Regions from separate parts of the Mus musculus genome. Here all the other regions are linked to region 3. The links are chromatin contacts, called in public Hi-C and HiChIP or PLAC-seq maps. All regions are on one chromosome and are shown on one strand. Each heading gives the region's core, a stretch centred on a gene start, on an enhancer-like site or on the middle of the called end of the contact. The rest is flanking DNA. Distances are from core to core; before and after follow the strand shown.

Region 1 (2,700 bases), core at 75-2,574, 2.4 Mb before region 3:
GTCAGCGAGCAGTTCCACATTTGGAAGAGGTCATTTATGCTTCAAAATCTTCATTCAGGGTAATTTCTGCCTTTGTGACAAAAGTAGATACTGTATTTGACCCATACATAGTTCTGCCTAGAGGTTAAAAACCACCTCCCTTGAATGATCCCAAGTCTTCCGCTAGAAAGAACTGAGGGAACACAGGGCCGATGCATGGATCCCACTTAAGAAATCTCAACAACCAAAAAATGACCCCACACCATTGCCTTATGCAGGATCTGAAGGTTCAAGGGATTGGGATCATGAAAACTGATAAACAAAAACCTGGGTTATAAAGTCAAACTCTACCCTGTTGGAGGTCAAATCAACTCTCAACAGGAACATGGTTCCACTAGGAGAACATTCCTCAATGTTGAATCAAAATGATTTTTTGTTTTGTTTTGTTTTGTTTTGTTTTTTTGTTTTGTTTTGTTTTGTTTTTTGTTTTTCGAGACAGGGTTTCTCTGTGTAGCCCTGGCTGTCCTGGAACTCACTTTGTAGACCAGACTGGCCTCGACTGCCTGCCTCTGCCTTCCAAGTGCTGGGACTAAAGGCGAGCGCATTCACTGCCCGACTCCCCCCCCCCCCCCGGGAGGGGGGTGGTTTATTTCATTTTTCAGAAGAGATGACACTATAACCTGCAGTGTGTTCTAGAAATGTGTACTCCGCACCCCCAAGTAATGTGTTTGCAATGAGCAGCACCCCCACCCCCAACACCTACTTTCAACTTCCCTTTAAGAAGCAGTTTTTGAAAAGCAAAGTTAGTATGAAAATGAAGGCACCCCATCTGGATTCCAGCAGCGAGGGAGAACTGGATGAGAGGTGAGAACCGGAGGGACCTGAGCCCTGGGTCCTGAGTGACGCTCCCCAGACAGGTGACCAAGTTTCTTTCCCCCGCTTCGCCAGCACCCGCCAGAGCTCAGGAAGGGAGGATGGCTTGCCGCGCCCGCCTCAAGAATACGGGTTCGAGACCCACGGCGGCAGTGGCCGCGCCCCCGTCCCACCGGAGCGCACGGTCGGGGCAGCCCGGGACAGAGGTCACCTGGAGCGTCAGGCGCGGAGCCCCGCGAGCGCGCGCAGCCCGAAGCTCACCTGGCGGCTGGCCGCGGCCTCCAGGGCGGCCTGTGGGCGCGGGCAGGGCGGGACGGCGGTGTCCCCGGGCCCAGCCGCCGCCGCCCGCCCTCCCGCCGCCCGTCTCGCCCTTCACCCGCCGGCCGCTCCGCGCCCCAGGAGAGCGGCGAGCGCGGGTCCGCGGCGGCGCGGCGCGCGCGCCGGCGCGACTCAAAAGTCGGAGAGGGCGGCGGGCGCCGCCGCCTCCTCCTCCATGACTGTTTACCCGGCTGCATTGTGGGAGTTTGACCTTCGCCGCCAACCGCCGCCTCAGCTCGGCCGCCGCCGCCGCCGCGCACGCCATGGGAGCCGTGACTGACGGTGAGGCCTCGGCGGGTGCGGGGACGCGGGGCAGCGCCGGGATCCGGGCCGTCTGGGGTGGGGGGCTCCCGGGGCGGTGCGCGGCGGGGAGAGGCGCAGGGCGGCTCGCTCGGCCCGGGCGATGCAGTGCCCCGAGGGGGCCGCCTGGGGGGCTTCCCGGGCCGGGCTGGGTCGGGCCCACGGGCAGCGCGGCGGGCCCCAGGGAGCGCAGGAGCTCGGAGGGCGGTGGAGTGAGGACCCCGAGCTGGGGACGGCGGCTAAGAGGAACAGGGGTGTCTGGAGGGCCGGTCGGGAAGTGTATCTGGGCGACTTACAAGGTAAGGCGCCAGCATGGGAAGAGGCCGGCGGCTTGGACCGCGGCAACAAAAGGAAGGCATGTTGGAGCGGGTGAGTTGTTGGCCTGAGTGGATTAGGAGTGATGGATGGTGGACAGTAGATGTCTGTGGGCTGAGAGCAGAAATAAGAGCGCGTTTGGGAGAAGGATGGACTGACACGATAGGCAACTGGAGCAGGAACTGAGAAGGTACCCGCTTTGGTAGAAAGGTTCCGGTGGCTTGATGTTGTTTGATGGGCTGATCAATAGCTATGGATCCCAGTGGAGAAACAGGGGACTTCCAGAAATGAACAACGATCGGCCCAAATTTGAGGACGGGCCGAGGAAATACCGATGTGGGTATAAATAAAGGCCTCGGAACTTGGTAGGGGGGATTTTAACCTTGGTTTTGTTTTTTTTTAATTCGAGTTTAATTTATTCAGGAAGTACTTAGCTTACTTCTAGGCAATACTTTACTGAACACGTTTGATACCCAGAAGCAGCAGGTAAAGGTGTTTCCTCTTATACGTCTGCAGTGGCTGTAAACATTAAAAATTGGTAGGGTGGCTGTGTGTGTGTGTGTGTGTGTGTGTGTGCGCGCGCGCGCGCCTGCCTGCCTCTCTTTGAGCTGTCTCTGCCTCCCTCCCTCCCCCAGGCAGGCCACCCTACTAGAGTGGCAGTCAGAGGACACTTGCTGAAGTCACTTCTTCACTTCCACCAGATGGGTCCTGGGAATTGAACTGAGGTGGTCTTTCTACTGGTGATTAGAAAACTTGACAAATTTGCTTTCCCCCTTCCTTTGAAGGGTAAATAGGTGTTTTAAAACTGGAATTACAAGTGACCAACCACTTGCCAAAATGATGAAAGAAATTCAAGATGGCATATAGAACTTAGAAAACTTTACACCATGAAATTTCCAAGATCAGGAAAAGCCA
Region 2 (2,700 bases), core at 83-2,582, 2.2 Mb after region 3:
GAGAACAGACCACCCAGAAAATGCCCTACCAGGCGAAAATCTCAGGCTAAAGAAGATGCCACCATGAAACCAAGAAATACACAGAGGCAAATTCAGTCAGGCAACCATGACAGGAAAGACAGGAGGCCACTAATAGGAAAGTGGCAGATATGAGTGCTGGAATTAGCAAGTGACATTACTAAGCCTCACTGGGCCTCATTTCTCTTACCAGTGACATGACTGTTAGGCAGTTCCTACCCACCAACACTGCTGTGGATTTTAAGTAACCAAATCTGGTTTTCCATTTGTGTGTGTGTGTGTGTGTGTGTGTGTGTGTGTGTGTGTGTGTGTGTGTGGTGGGGGTTGGCCTGAGGACTGAGGTAGATACTCTCTACCATACCTTGAGGCAGCATCTCTCAGTCAGACCCAGAGCTTTCCTATATGGTTGGTCTCCTTAGCCAGCTTGTGCTGGGAAACCCTGCCTTCCAGGCAGATTGCCATACTCAACTGGCATCTGCATAGGTTCTGGGGATCTGAACCTGCATCTTCACACTTGCAGAGCAAGGGCTTTGACTACAGAGCCATCCCCATGGCGCCCTGTTGTGGGATTTTAAAGCTTCTTTCATCATAGCACCCAATGCAGAGTAAGTGCTGCCAGCGTTGTAGCTGCCATTGTTGGTAATTTAGTGTACAATCTGTCTTGTGTTAAGTTTAGCTAACCAGGGCATGGGAAAATAGCAGAATTAACAGTTAAATGGGATGGCAACCATGCTTTTACTTAAGATAACGACCTTTTCATTAAACTAACTCTTAGTAGCTCTTGCCCTGACACACTAAGCATGTGCGTGCTGATTTAGCCTCAGGGTTTGGCTATACAATCAGTGTGTATTCTGGCATCTAGTTTGTGTTGTGGGGCTAAAGCATGATAGTGCCTGTAAAACTCTATTGTTTCTCATTATCAATATCATTAAAACACTAGTAATACAATACAACAGTAGAGAGTCGAATAATTCAATTTAAAGTCTGCCAGTCAAACACAGAGGGAGGACTCAGCTGAAGCCCTTTTCCAAAAGGAAGTTAAAATCAATTTTGATCTTTTTCTTTTTTGGGGGGAGGGCTGAGATAATAAGATAAAAGTTTTGTAAATCACAACACATATTTCATCTAGTGTCTACAAAAGCAAAGGTTTTAAAGATCTTTCAACTTGTCGTCTCTAAGATATTTTGACCTCTACTTTTTATATTACCAGCAAAATAGGCAATTTGTCTTTCAGATTTAAAGCAAGACACTGTCTGGAACGCAGGGGAAACTGCACCATCTGCTGGCCGGAGTGGAGAACTGCTGGGAAGAGGACACTTTCTGCTGAGGAGGTAGAGTTTCTAGCTATGGGCTTGCAAATGGAAAACCCAGACACAGTTGGAGTCTCTGAAAGGTCACAGCTTGAATCACACTGCCATGCTGCTTCTCCTGTGACAACTGGCTCTTGCTTGTCTCTAGGAACACCATCAGCCTTTTCAACTCAAGAAGCAGGAAGTCATCCAGTGAGAGCCAGCTGGGTGTTCTGATAACTGGTTTCCTTGCTTTGTCCTTTGGCCTGGCTGGGAGTGCATCAGAGCCTGTGTTCCAAGGCCTGTGCAGTTTCAGACCAGCACAGGGCTCCAGAGTTCCTCTGCCTCTCCCTTCTTTTCCGTAGGGTTTCAGGCCTGTGGGATTGCAGCCTATAGAGGAAGCCAAGGAATCATGCCATTGGAGCTGAGTGAACAAGACACCTGCTGCCTGTTCTGTTTTGGGGTTCCACCTCTCCAAGGCACAGAGCAACTCAGGTGGCCTCATTTTAAACAATTTTCAAACTCAGAAGGCTTTACATACAGTAGAAAGTTCTGGACACAGGGCAAGCTGTGCCTTTGAGACTGCTTCTGAGCCCTATGTAGATTCTGGATATACTGGCTAGTTTTATGTGTCAACTTGCCCCAAGCAAGAGTCCTGAGAGAGGATGGAGCCTCAGTTGAGAAAATGTCATCATGAGATCCAGCTGTAAGGCGTTTTCTCAATTATTTATCAGTGGGGGAGGGGCCAGCTCATGGTAGACGGTGCCATCCCTGCAGTGATGCTTCTGCGTTTTGTAAGAAAGGGGGCTGGATAAGTCATGGGAAGCAATCCAGTAAGCAGCATCTCCCCATGGCCTTTGCATCAGCTCCTGTCTTAGGTTCCTGTCCTGATTGGGTTCCTGCATTGACGTCCCTCAGTGATGAACAGCAACATGGACGTGTAAGCCAATCTTCCTCAACTTGCTCTTTCGTTATGATGTTTCATCGTAGCAATAAAATCCCTACGACTCTGGCCAATGTGCTAACTACTGTCACATGTGCGTTTGTATATTAATAATTCATGTAATTCTCTAAACAACCTCATGAGGATGATTCCAGTGAAATTGTCATTTTAAAGACAAGGAAACTGAGGCAGGCCATGTTCTTTTCAACGATTCAAAGAGAAAGACCACCGACTCAAATCATCATGGCCAGATTATTTAAAACAAACAATTAAAGCAAGCTTTTATTATTATAATTATGATTCTTATTTATGTACATAAGCTGGGCTGTCTCCCTCTTAAGGCAGGGCTCAAGAGATCAACACTGTATGTGAGGAAGGTAAGATGTTTTTAGCTCTGAGGGGTAGGGGATTTCCAAATAGGGGATTTGGCAGGCAAAATTGGCAGGGTTA
Region 3 (2,700 bases), core at 45-2,544:
GCCTTCCATCCCCAAACGCCGCCCTCCCCCCTACAAAGGGTCGGAGGGATGCAAAGTGAGCCACGATTATGAGCTCCTTCTATCCCCGCAGAAGCAACGGGAGCACCCCATATTACTCAAACCAACAGAGCATCCTTCCCACAGCCAATCTCCCCAGACATCCTATCGTGCAACTATAGCCCTCCGGATCAGCTCCGGATCAGCAAAGCAAGTCGCCTTCCCCCGCCCTCCCATACTCCAGATGCTTCAAGCTTCCCAAGCCACAGTCAGAGCACATCTCTGAGTCCCCAACCCTCCCTTCCAGCCCGCCACTGCTTCTGCCCTCTCTGACCATCAGCCTCCTAGAACACTGCCGGAGCCAATGAAGCAGAGCTCTCTTTCCTCCTCGGTAGCCCGGCCCCCCTTCACCCTCTCCGCGGTCCCTAGACTGGCGCCCAAGCTCCGCGCCCCGGCGACAACTCCGCATACCCCGCGCGCCGGCCAGAGACGCGTCCCATCGGCGGCCCTCACTCACCCGGGAAGCACACCACATAATGAAGCACAGAACTGGTGATTTTCAGGAACAAAATCCACCAACACGGTTCCAGTAACCTCCGCATGTCCGAAAACGCACATCGAAAAGAGAAAGGCAGGGGGGGTAAACTTGTTGAATAAGTTCTTGCTTCCGAGCGAGGCTCCGCTAAGCCTGGAGGCTTTCACGGCTCGCCCGCCACACGGGGCCCCCCACACTCGGCCACCGGTCCCGCTGGAATCCGGGAAGCTGCCAAGCGCTCCCGAGAAAACCTCAAAAAGTGACCGGGAATGCAAAGCCAAGCTAGGGACGATCCTCTCGGAGGAGAAGGGCTGCTTTCCGCTCAGACACGATCCAGCCGACAGGCAGGGCGAGGAGAAGACGCACGGCGGCAGAGCCCGGGGCCCGGAGCAGGCAGGGACCGCGGGTGGCGGTGGCTAGCAGCGGAAGAGCCCCAAGTTGAGTCGGCAGCGCAGCGCAGCCCGAGAACCAGCGGGCGACGGCGGGGCTGTGCGCGGCGCGGCGGCTCCGGGCTTCAGGCGGGCAGCTCCTTCCAGGGCCCCGGCAAGGAAGGAGGCATGTCTGCGAGCCTGGAAAGGGAGGGAAGCGGCGGGGCGGAGCGCAGAGCCCCCCAAAACACAAACGGCCAGTGGAGCGCAGGGAAACACAAAGGATCTCAGAGGGGCGCCGGGGCGAGGGCGCCTTCAGTCCATGCTCCTGAAAGTTGTGGCTCCGGCGCAGGCTGGGGAGGAACCGAGAGCGCGGGGCTGGAAACTGGCCATGCCTCCATACAGGAAGTAACATGTGAGCATGGATCCTGGCAGAGACTTTAAAGCCGGCGAGCGGGCGAGCGAGCGAGCTGGGGGCGCGCGGCGGCGGGGGCGCGCAAGCACGGGCGCGCGGTGACGCGCATCCCCGAGCTGCCGCCGGCGGGGGCGCGCGTCTCTTAAAGCGGCCGTGCTGGGCTCCGGCTTCCAAGGACTTGCACTACTCTCCTCTCCAGGCGTGCCTAGGGCTATGGGTGTGCGTTTAGGGGAGCTGGTAACCCTGAAGACAGGGAAGAGACCAGCTGCCATCCAGGGTCGGCATGGCTTTGCTCCATTTTCGAGTTCTTAAAGACGAAGTACGGATTCGGAGAGATCCCTGACCTCGTTCATGGATCCGGAACTTGGGGGAGGGGGAAAGGGTGGTCTGGTTGGAATCTGGGGGAGAGGAAAGGACCAGCAGCTACATTTTCATGGAGAGGGGACTTCCGTAAGGCCTCACCACCTGGACGGTGTCTTGACGGGGTGCACCTCCAGCGTCCCTCTCCTGCTGCGTTCCCGGGCTAAGAGACAAAGCCCAGCGGCCTTTGCACTCAGGTTTCATTGAGGTTTTTTTGTTGTTGTTGTTTCCCCTTCCCCCTTTCCGAGCTTCCATTGTTCGAATCTACCTCTGGGAGATAGGGAAAGGGACGGGAGTCCATCCCAGGCTAGCAAAATCCAGCTCCAGGCCCACATCGGCTTTTCCCAAACCACGAAGGTCTGTCGTGGACTTTTCCCCAAACTACGAAGGTCTGTCGCGGAGTTTTCCCAACCCCCGGATTCGGGAAGAAGGTGGCTGCAACTTGGCCTGGTTAGGCAGAGGGCAAATGAAGTGCGCCTCTCACCCGGGGCAGGGGAAAGCAGCACCCCGGGGCAGGACTGGTTTCCCGCAGCCGTCCTAGGAGACACGGCTTAAGTAAACTACAGGGAGAGGCATCCGGGGGAAATGCAAGGGCTAGGTTTATCTGTAATGAGTTTTGTCCCTTGGCTCTCACAGAGATCTTTATCGCTTGGGCTTTTCAGCAACCTATTTTTTCCTCCTACGTTGGTGCTAAAAGAGGGGAGGCAGGTTTTGGTTTGGGTTTTTTTTTTCCATCAAATTTGTAATTGAGCCAACGTAATTAGCCATTTGTATTTTTTTCATAGTTGTTCTGCCACTCTATGAAAAGGATATGGACATATTTTTAAAGTGTCCCCTTGCCGTTTCATCGCAACGCGGCACTGTCCCACACCCACCCAAACATCTCAACCGGATGTTCTTTCGGTTTTCAAATACTATACAGATGCTCTGAGAGTCTGTGGCATTGTTTAGGAAAGCAGTCTCGCACCCACAATTCCAAAGGAAAAACCTCTGAAAAGTTTGGGGTGCAAAACTAGTAAATGCCA

The links. A called contact is a pair of places that touch in the nucleus more often than the background predicts. HiChIP or PLAC-seq counts read pairs in DNA pulled down with a chosen protein or histone mark.
Region 1: an H3K4me3 HiChIP or PLAC-seq map of embryonic stem cells shows a contact between it and region 3, with 6 read pairs. The contact joins the promoter of Thoc7 here to the promoter of Ptprg in region 3.
Region 2: a Hi-C map of the N1E-115 cell line shows a contact between it and region 3, with 15 times the contacts expected there. The contact joins the enhancer-like site here to the promoter of Ptprg in region 3. A contact is called at or near these places in 5 of 39 promoter capture datasets (cranial neural crest, hippocampal neurons, liver and 2 more), 4 of 484 Hi-C or Micro-C datasets (the N1E-115 cell line, cortical neurons and uterus), 12 of 115 datasets of contacts at active chromatin or transcription factors (SST interneurons, VIP interneurons, astrocytes and 9 more) and 1 of 9 other capture datasets (liver).

Annotation. Positions count from the first base shown.
Region 1 is chr14:13,959,937-13,962,636 of GRCm38.p6, reverse strand. Thoc7 (THO complex 7) reads left to right here and starts at 1,324. Exons shown (of 8, transcript NM_025435.3): 1 at 1,324-1,452. The coding sequence starts at 1,434. It also overlaps a transcript of Atxn7 not described here.
Region 2 is chr14:9,392,258-9,394,957 of GRCm38.p6, reverse strand. No RefSeq gene overlaps it. Among named protein-coding and RNA genes, the nearest start is that of Gm41097, 55 kb to the left of the region's middle. Within about 2 kb of position 1,332, at least 25 of the 459 cell types and tissues checked have an H3K27ac peak or open chromatin away from gene starts, as enhancers often do. A contact at or near this core is called in the N1E-115 cell line, where this site is marked.
Region 3 is chr14:11,552,147-11,554,846 of GRCm38.p6, reverse strand. Ptprg (protein tyrosine phosphatase, receptor type, G) reads right to left here and starts at 1,294. Exons shown (of 30, transcript NM_008981.3): 1 at 515-1,294. The coding sequence starts at 599.